Linked DNA regions of Rattus norvegicus: region 1 is linked to region 2. A link is a contact called in public Hi-C data. All regions are on one chromosome and are shown on one strand. Each heading gives the region's core, a stretch centred on a gene start, on an enhancer-like site or on the middle of the called end of the contact. The rest is flanking DNA. Distances are from core to core; before and after follow the strand shown. Region 1 holds the start of Ccnf (cyclin F). Region 2 overlaps Tbc1d24 (TBC1 domain family, member 24).

What was found. Hi-C and Micro-C count contacts between places; a contact is called where the count stands out from the background.
Region 1: a Hi-C map of liver shows a contact between it and region 2, with 2.4 times the contacts expected there. The contact joins the promoter of Ccnf here to the enhancer-like site in region 2. A contact is called at or near these places in 3 of 12 Hi-C or Micro-C datasets (hepatocytes and liver).

The regions. Positions count from the first base shown.
Region 1 is chr10:13,781,226-13,785,242 of GRCr8, forward strand. It overlaps Ccnf (cyclin F), which reads right to left and starts at 2,444. Exons shown (of 17, transcript NM_001100474.1): 1 at 2,398-2,444; 2 at 220-374. The coding sequence starts at 2,413.
Region 2 is chr10:13,728,092-13,732,311 of GRCr8, forward strand. All of the region lies in intron 1 of Tbc1d24 (TBC1 domain family, member 24), which reads right to left. Among named protein-coding and RNA genes, the nearest start is that of Tbc1d24, 10 kb to the right of the region's middle. Within about 2 kb of position 1,915, at least 3 of the 93 cell types and tissues checked have an H3K27ac peak or open chromatin away from gene starts, as enhancers often do. A contact at or near this core is called in liver, where this site is marked.

The DNA.
Region 1 (4,017 bases), core at 1,194-3,693, 54 kb after region 2:
CAGAGGACCTGGGTTCTATTCCCAGCAACCACATGGCAGCTCCTGATTGTGTGTAACTCCAGTTTCAGGGATCTGATACCTTCACATGATCATACCTGAAGGCAAAGCACCAATGCATATGAAATTTACAATATATAAACACACACATATATAAACTTGAGACCTTTACAGTACCACCAGCAACCCTAGGACCAGCATTGTTTCCATATGGTAACTTACAGCTCGGACAGCCAGGATGTCTCCAACAGAAAGCCATTTCAGGATATGAAAGAGCACGTCTTCTGGGAGACTCAAGATGGTCAAGTTCCTGGGTCTTCTTTTGATTCTTCGCTTCGTAGGATAACAGAAACACTTGGCACACCTACAGTGGATCACTAAGGGAAAACAATTCACAAGCCTTGCTGAGGTAAAGAGTTGTATCTGAAGATGATTTAATAGTTACCGCCCTCCATTCTCACACGAGACTAGTCTCAAAATTAAATAAAGGGTACCACATAGATTACTTATCATCTCCCCATTCCTTTTATAGCCAGTAAGTATTCAGGGGGAATATGAGGTAACATGTAACTGGAATGCTGGAAACGTTCTGACCTATGTGACAGCCAGAACTGGAGAAAAGCAGCCAACGTAGATGAACAACCACGATGTCTTCCTTGAACTGCACTCAAGAAAGTACTTTAGGGGTCTGGAGAGATGGCTCAGCGGTTAAGAGCACTGACTGCTCTTCCAGAGGTCCCGAGTTCAATTCCCAGCAACCACATGGTGGCTCACAACCATCTGTAATGGGATCTGGTGCTCTCTTCTAGGCTGCAGGTATACAGCCCAGAATTATGCAGGCAGAATACTGTACACATAATAAATAAATCTTGAAAGAAAAAAGAAAGTACCTTGGGGACCGAGAAATGGCACAGCAGTGAAGGCTGGCTCGCAACCAGTCAGTTAAGATCCCTCGGACTTTTGCTGTATGTGTCTGCTTAAGATGGAGTCCTCTGTGACTCAGGCTGGCCTAAAATTCACTAATGTAGCTGAGGCTGTCTTTGAATCCTGGTCCTCCCTACTTCTACCTGCCAAGTACTGAATTTTAAGTGTTAGCCACCATGGCCAGGTTACACTGCTTATATGTGGGTATGACTAAAAGTATACCATTGAGTATGGACCAAGGGACTGGGAACTCAAATCAGCAGGCAATTCTGGAGACCATGGAGTCCCAGAGCAGATCTCAGCTTGGCAGATGGTCTGAGCTGCCCAGTCCCCAAACCCAGGGGTCTGCCACACCCAGCCTACAGTGAAAATCACAACATAAGACCTAGACAGGTGGTTCTCAACCTTCCAATCGCTGCAGACCCTTTAATACAGTTATTTCCTTGTGCTTCGGTGACCTCCCCAACCATAAAATAACTTCATGGCTACTTCATAACCATAATTTTGCTAGACTTATGAATCCTAATGTAAATATCTGATATACAGGATGTCTGACATGTGACTCCTGTGAATAGGTCGTTTGATGCCCCAAAGGGGTTATGCCCCACATATTGAGAACTGAGGCACACAGCAACTGGGCCCATTTATGCTCTTTGGAGGAGCTCCCTTCCTTCTCCCACAGTGGGTTGTTCCAATATTTACTTCAGCAGTCCATTCTTCATTCAATGTCGATGGCTTTTTCCTTTATTACACAAAAGGCCCCCACACAACTCCTTTCATGGTCCCTAAGGTCCAGCCTCCCTGTCTATAACTGCACCTATCTTTCTACCGATTTTTATTTTTCCTCCTCACACTGAGGCAAAGTGGCTGGCTGTTCCCAGGGCCTTAATAAAGCTTTCCATCAAGAGGTCTCTAAGAGACTGTCCATTCCCAAACTCTTCACCTGAGTCTTATTGGAAACCAAATGTACAGCAAAAGTCAAATGCATACGCAGAGAGCTACAATTCCCAAACATTCTAAGAATATTATCATAACAGTTTTTTGATTCATTTGCTCTAGAGCAGACAACTGGACGTGTTTAACCACTCTAACAAGTGTAATCGCACCCCCTGGTCCTGAGACTTCTTCCACAGGGTTAGATCCTGTTGCCTCAGGTGATCAAGCCGCCCGCGAGAGTCCGGACAAGATCTGAGATCGATCTATATCACGGGGATCGCCCACGACTTCACAGGTAAGTGAAATCGTAGTTTGCTGGGCAGAGAACCTAAATGGCCCGAGGTTAACAGGAGAGGCATAAGGCATAGGCGCCGGGCGGGCATTTAAACCGCGCGGGCGGGCTCGCAGTCGGGGATCCGCGCCTACCCCGTGCTTTGGGGGATGCGACGCGCCCTCCCCGGTCATAGGGGCCCGAGTCCGTTCTCCTCCGGTCTCTGTTCCGTGTGACCCATCGCCTGCCCGGCTCCCGCCAGCACTCACCACCGCCGCTCCCCATCGCCGAGCTCCCACCACTGCCGCCTTAGACCGCTCTCAAGCGCGCCCGCGCCTGGGGCAAGTGCACGGAGCGCCTCACGCAGGCGCGGACCCCACCCCCGCCCCGTTTTCAAACGCGCCGGGAGCTCCTACTGGTAGGACCACAGGGTTACGCCCCCCAGATCACCAGCCTCTCCTGCCCCGCAGGTTCTGGGCAATTGTGATTGGTTACATCAGGACGCGAATTCAAACCCTGGCTGTCTATTGGCTTATCGCTCGGAATTGACCCGCCTTCTCCGCTGGGCGGGGGACGGAGGAGCTCAGCTGGCGCCGGCGGGCTATCCTAAAAAGCCCGCCTGGAGGCAGGGAGCACTGCTCTTCTCCCTCCAAGACTTGTCCTACCTTTGGGGAGTTGGTCGTGGGCCGCGTGTCCCTCCCACGCGAGCTTCCGGCCAAGGAGACGCCAACTCAAACACCGATGTGGAAATTGCTGAAGCTGGGCTCCGATGTGGAACAGTCACAGTCTGCTGAGCGACCTATTCACTCGTGTACTTGTCCGGTCTTCTCATGAGATCATCTGCGGAGAGAAGACAAGCAGTCTCTTGAGGGTGGAGAGCAAGGAATAAACTCAGGCTTCTCCCCACAGCTTAGATCAGCCTTCATACCTTCCCGAAGCCTGTATGCTCACTGTATCCGACCTGTGCTGGAAGCTGGGCATCAAGACCTCTTGTTGGTCTGAGACAGCTAACAGGGAATGGCTGTTCACGCCACAGAATATTAGAGAACTCTAGGGCAAGCCTTAGGGTTTGCACCCCATTGATGCTAATCCCCACGCGGGACCCTCACACTGTCTCTTTTTCCCGGAGACAGTATTGTTTCCCAACTGGTTACTTTATCTTCCTCCTTTGAACTTTGTTACTTTGTTACCTATCCCTGGGCAGAAGCGCTGTTTTCAGAATCTGCTTTTGGTAGACCCTGGAAGGGATAAAAAACTAAATCCAACAATGAGCAAACCCGCTGTCAAGCACATTTCAGAATCCATAACATCTCTGGTCCCCAGGTTAATCGGGAGTTACAAAGTCATCAGTTGTCTTTTTTTTTTTTTTTTTTAAGCTCTATCTTGCTATCTTGTTTTGTATTCTACTCAGTTTCTCTTATTTACTTGGAGGCAGGTTTTGTTGGTTTTGATAAAGGGTCTCCAGATGTCCTAGTTAGCTTCAGCCAACAACCTGAGACTGCTTAGAATCATCTGAGGAGACTCAGTTGTGTGATTGCCCAGGTCAGACAACTCTGGCCACGTCTGTGAGGGACTGTGTGATTGATGACTGAGAGGCTTCAGCCTCTCACTGTGTCAATGGTGGTGTGCCTAGGCTATATAAGAAAGCTAGCTAGCACGAGCTAGGGACACTGATCCATGACTCTGCCTTGAGTTCCTGTTCTGACTTCCTTCAGTGATGGGTTGTGACAAATTACTTTCAGTCAGGCTAGAAAGCCCCACATAGCCCAGGCTGACCTATAACTGGAGGTCTGTCCTGCTTCAGCCTCCTGACTGTTTGTTGGATTATAGTTGGGTTCCACGTCACTTGGCCAAAATATTTTTATGTTTTAGGAACCAGGAGTTCCCAT
Region 2 (4,220 bases), core at 665-3,164:
GGTTCTCTTGCATGCTAAGTACATGATGTCCTCCCTGAGCTCACCCAGGCCCAAGGGGATGAGGCCGTCTAGATAACCTGACTCTTTTTTTTTTTTTTTTTTTTTTTGGTTCTTTTTTTTTTCGGAGCTGGGGACTGAACCCAGGGCCTTGCGCTTCCTAGGCAAGCGCTCTACCACTGAGCTAAATCCCCAACCCCCTTAGATAACCTGACTCTTTCTCTGTCAGTCTATCTGCTGGTGGGCTGTTGTCACACAGACTTACAGACCACACTCCTCAGACAGACATTGTGTGACGTGGTCAAGGAGAGGGGGGAGCAGGTACAAATGAGGCTAGCGAGAGGACTGGGAAATCAGGCGGGCCTGGCTTCCAAGTCCAGATTTAGCTCCTTGGGCCAAGGTGTTCCGCAGTGGCTCTGTGGAACACCTACCCTTAGAGACACTGGCGCTCAGTAACAACTCTGAGTTGAGCACTGCCTCTGGGCTCGCTGGGTGGGGTGACCTTAGGGTGACACAGCAGCCGCAGACCCTGGGCAGGCGCTGCCACTGTGAGCACTGCTCTTCAGAGGCCACTTTCCCTCAGCCTGAGGGCTGGGGTTGTGATTTGTCAGCACAGACACTGCACTGCATTGTCTTAAAGTCCCTCTCTGCACCCTCAAGTTCTCAACAGAGAAGAGCTATTTGGCACCCTAGGCTGGTCCCCTCTCCTCCAGTTCTACGTGTTTGGAAAGGGAGGCATTCATTGCCTCGGGCCCTCAGCTCTGGGTCTTAGAAGTAATTCCCAGAGAGCAGGAAAAATGTTACCCGACACCTGTTAGATGTATGGAGTGACAGCTGGTGACAGTTTCAGACAGTAGGGTCTCCATATAGTGGGTCTGTAGGGTAATGGCTACTTTACTGAGGGTCCAGGTGTGAGCGCCTCCCGAGAGATGACATCTGAACTGGGGTAATGGGACTGCCGCAGCTGGGAGAGGAGCTGAGCTGTGTTGGGGATAGTGTGAGGAGGGCAGGTACACCCTGAGGAGGGCAAGCTCCAAGGAGAAAATGTGTGGCCAGAATGTACAGCCAACGCCAGAAGCAGTACGGCTGGAGTGAGGCAGAACATGGGCACACAGATGGTGCCCGGGTTTATGCTAAGAATGGGCGGCGGGGCAGGGAAGGCCATGGTCTAACAGAGGTTTCTGCTGTGAGGTTGAACTGAAACTGTTTTTTTCTTTCTTTCTGCCTTTCTTTCTTTCTTTCAAAGATTTATTTAGCTGCCTTCAGACACACCAGAAAAGGGCATCAGATCTCACTACAGATGGTTGTGAACCACCATGTGGTTGCTGGGAATTGAACTCAGGACCTCTGGAAGAGCAGTCAGTGCTCTTAACCACTGAGCCTTCTCTCCAGCCCAGAACTGAAAGTGTTTAAAGACAGTACTCCCTCAGGAGACACCTGCACTTCTCTTCTGAGGCTGCACTCAGTCTTAGGCCTGGCACTTGATACGCAGGGGCCTCTGGAAGAGGTATCCCAGTGGTCATTCCTGAAGACAGTTGTAGTTCTCCCACAGGCAATGGGGCCAGAGCTTGAGTTCTGTGGTGTCCCCTCCCCCACCACACACATACAACTGCCTCTTTAAACAGCTTCACTTCCCCTTCCTGCCATGAGTTGCTTCTGTCCCCACTCACAATCCTCTCCTGATGTCTATAGCCTTTTCTTCACCAGCATGGAGACTATTTGAAAGGTTAAGGTAACTGAAGATGGGAAGTGTCTATTTTAAAGAAAACAAACAAACAAACATGTGGAAAGAAATACTCTTTAGTTCCCCAAAATGTTATGTTCCTGATCGGATGGCATTGCCCAGGAGATGCCTGCAACACAGGGCACTGGCCTGGGTTTGCCAAGGGTAAGACCAAAGATCAGGGAAGCCTCAGATGTCACAGAGAAAGTCAAACTCTCTCATCTACAGTAAAGTCTTTGTTCTGCCCTTTGCCCACAGAAGAGCGGGCTGAAACGGAATCATGCTCATCAGGACTGGCTTCACTGACACACCATGAGTGGCGTCCCGGCAGGCCTCTGGCAGGACGTGGAGCTGGGTGGTAGTTTGAATAAGAACAGACCATAGGCTCGTGTTTGAATACTTGGTCCTCAGCTGGTAGAACTGTTTGGGAAGGATTAGGAGGTGTGGCTTCGTTGGAGGAGGTGTGTCACTGGGCTAGGTCCCCACCATTCCTAGTTGGCTAGCTCTCTTATTAGGTTCTCTCTCTCTCTCTCTCTCTCTCTCTCTCTCTCTCTCTCTCTCTCTCCTTCATGATTGTGGATCACATGTAAGGTCTCTGCCCCAGTGCCATGCCTGCCACCATGCTCCCCACCATGATGGTCACGAATTCACCTGAAACAGACTCTTTCTCCTGTGAGTTGCGTTGGTGTTCGTGTCTTATCACAGCAGTAGAAACATAACGAAGGCAGGTGGGAAGGAGGAAAAGGGAGCGTGGGGACAAATGAGCCCCATCCTGGATAGGGACCGAGTGGTTGGCGCCTTCACACCAGAGGCCTCACCTCACCCCAGCTTCAGCCACAGAGGCTGCCTGCCAAAGATGTGGCTTCACAATCCATCCTGTTCAGTCAAGGGGCAGCCTGACGGCAAAGGACCACTCCACATCAGATGAATGGACAGAGGAGGGACTGGAGAGCCCCCTGCACAGGAGGAATGGCCAATCTGCTGAAATCTTAAGGCCTGTGGGCCTTCCACGCTGTCACTGTCCTCCTGAGATCCGGGCCTCTTCACAGTCAGCTCTGCCCTAGCTCCTTTCTCAGCAAGGTCAGGTCCCTTTCCAACACCACCAGGCTGTCCCCAAACACGGCTTTAGTCATGAGACTGCACTTCTCACCTCTTTTTCCAAACAGGTAGATTTGAAAACAAACTCCTTATCATGTGACATACAGACTGCGCCTTGAGGATTACCCTGTAACACACCTGCACACTGGGCCTCCCTTCCTAGCTAAGTGTCTTTGTCACAAGCAATGGAGGAGCCAACAACAGTAATAACTCCCTTTGCTCCAAACTTTTATTCATTCCACAAACCTTTAGTTTAGAGCCCTGATGGCCCCAGAGACCCACAACCATAAATACCTCAAATCTATAAAGATGGGGTGCTGATGGGGTGGGGTGGGTGAAGACAAAGTACTGAGGGACAGCATGGCGGGAAGAAAGGTGGGGGAGGCACCACTAAGTTGGGGAGTCTTTGGTGGGCATGGGGGAGCTGGTGTGAAGTGAGAAGCAGGAGAGGTTAAACATGCGACACTCTAGATCTAGAGTTAGAAACCACCCTGATGTCTGTGTCAGGTGATGAGGTGTCAGGGAGGAAGGAGGGTCTAGTCCAGCTGAGTGGGTGGGGGGAAGGGCTATTAGTAGGCCATGGGATTCCTCAGAGACAGCTTTGGGCAGAGCCCAGCAGGTTTCCTACAGTGCTGATGGTATGGGGAAGGCCCCCATGCCCACATAGAACCACCAAAAACAAAAGACAGCCTGTCCTAAGGGAGTACTGCACCCCTGTCTGGCGTTAGCCTATGCTCCTTCCCCCAGCCACAGGAACAAGCTGACTGTGACCCAAGGCCCTGGCTGACTGAACCTTAGTCACCATGTCATATGCTGGGCAGGGCCCAGCTTTTTCTCTCCAGTCTTAGCATCCCCCATGCTTTCCTGGAGACCAGAAGCAGACAGAACATCAGACAGGGATAAAGAAGGCTGGGCCCCCATCCTGAGCATATGGGAAATCTAAAGTCCAGCAGGCATCAAAGATAACACTGGATGACAGAAGGGGGACGTGAGGCACTGTGGGCATTTCTATGTGATAGATAAGCACACACTGCCCTCGTGCTGGTCACGCAGGCACAAGTCAAAGCATGTTCATGCTTGAACATGGGAAGAAAGGAGCACACCAGTTCTGGGGTGGTGCAATATGTGGGTCACTAGCGAACACAGCCAGACACCATCATCTGCTTGGCACTGACCATGCCTCCAGGGCCAGGGGAGGCCATGGCTATGCTGTTGGGGGATGGGGAAGACACAGCCATGACCGCTATGATAGTGATGGTTTGCTGTCTGGTGAGATGCTCGGAGAGCCAACATGCTGAGCGGCTGGCCCAGCGGTGAGTGGTGTGGGAGGGTTCAGGGGCTGAGAATAGAGATGTCAGCAGGTAGGATGCAGGAAGGGCATCTGGGGTGGCAAGTGTGCGGG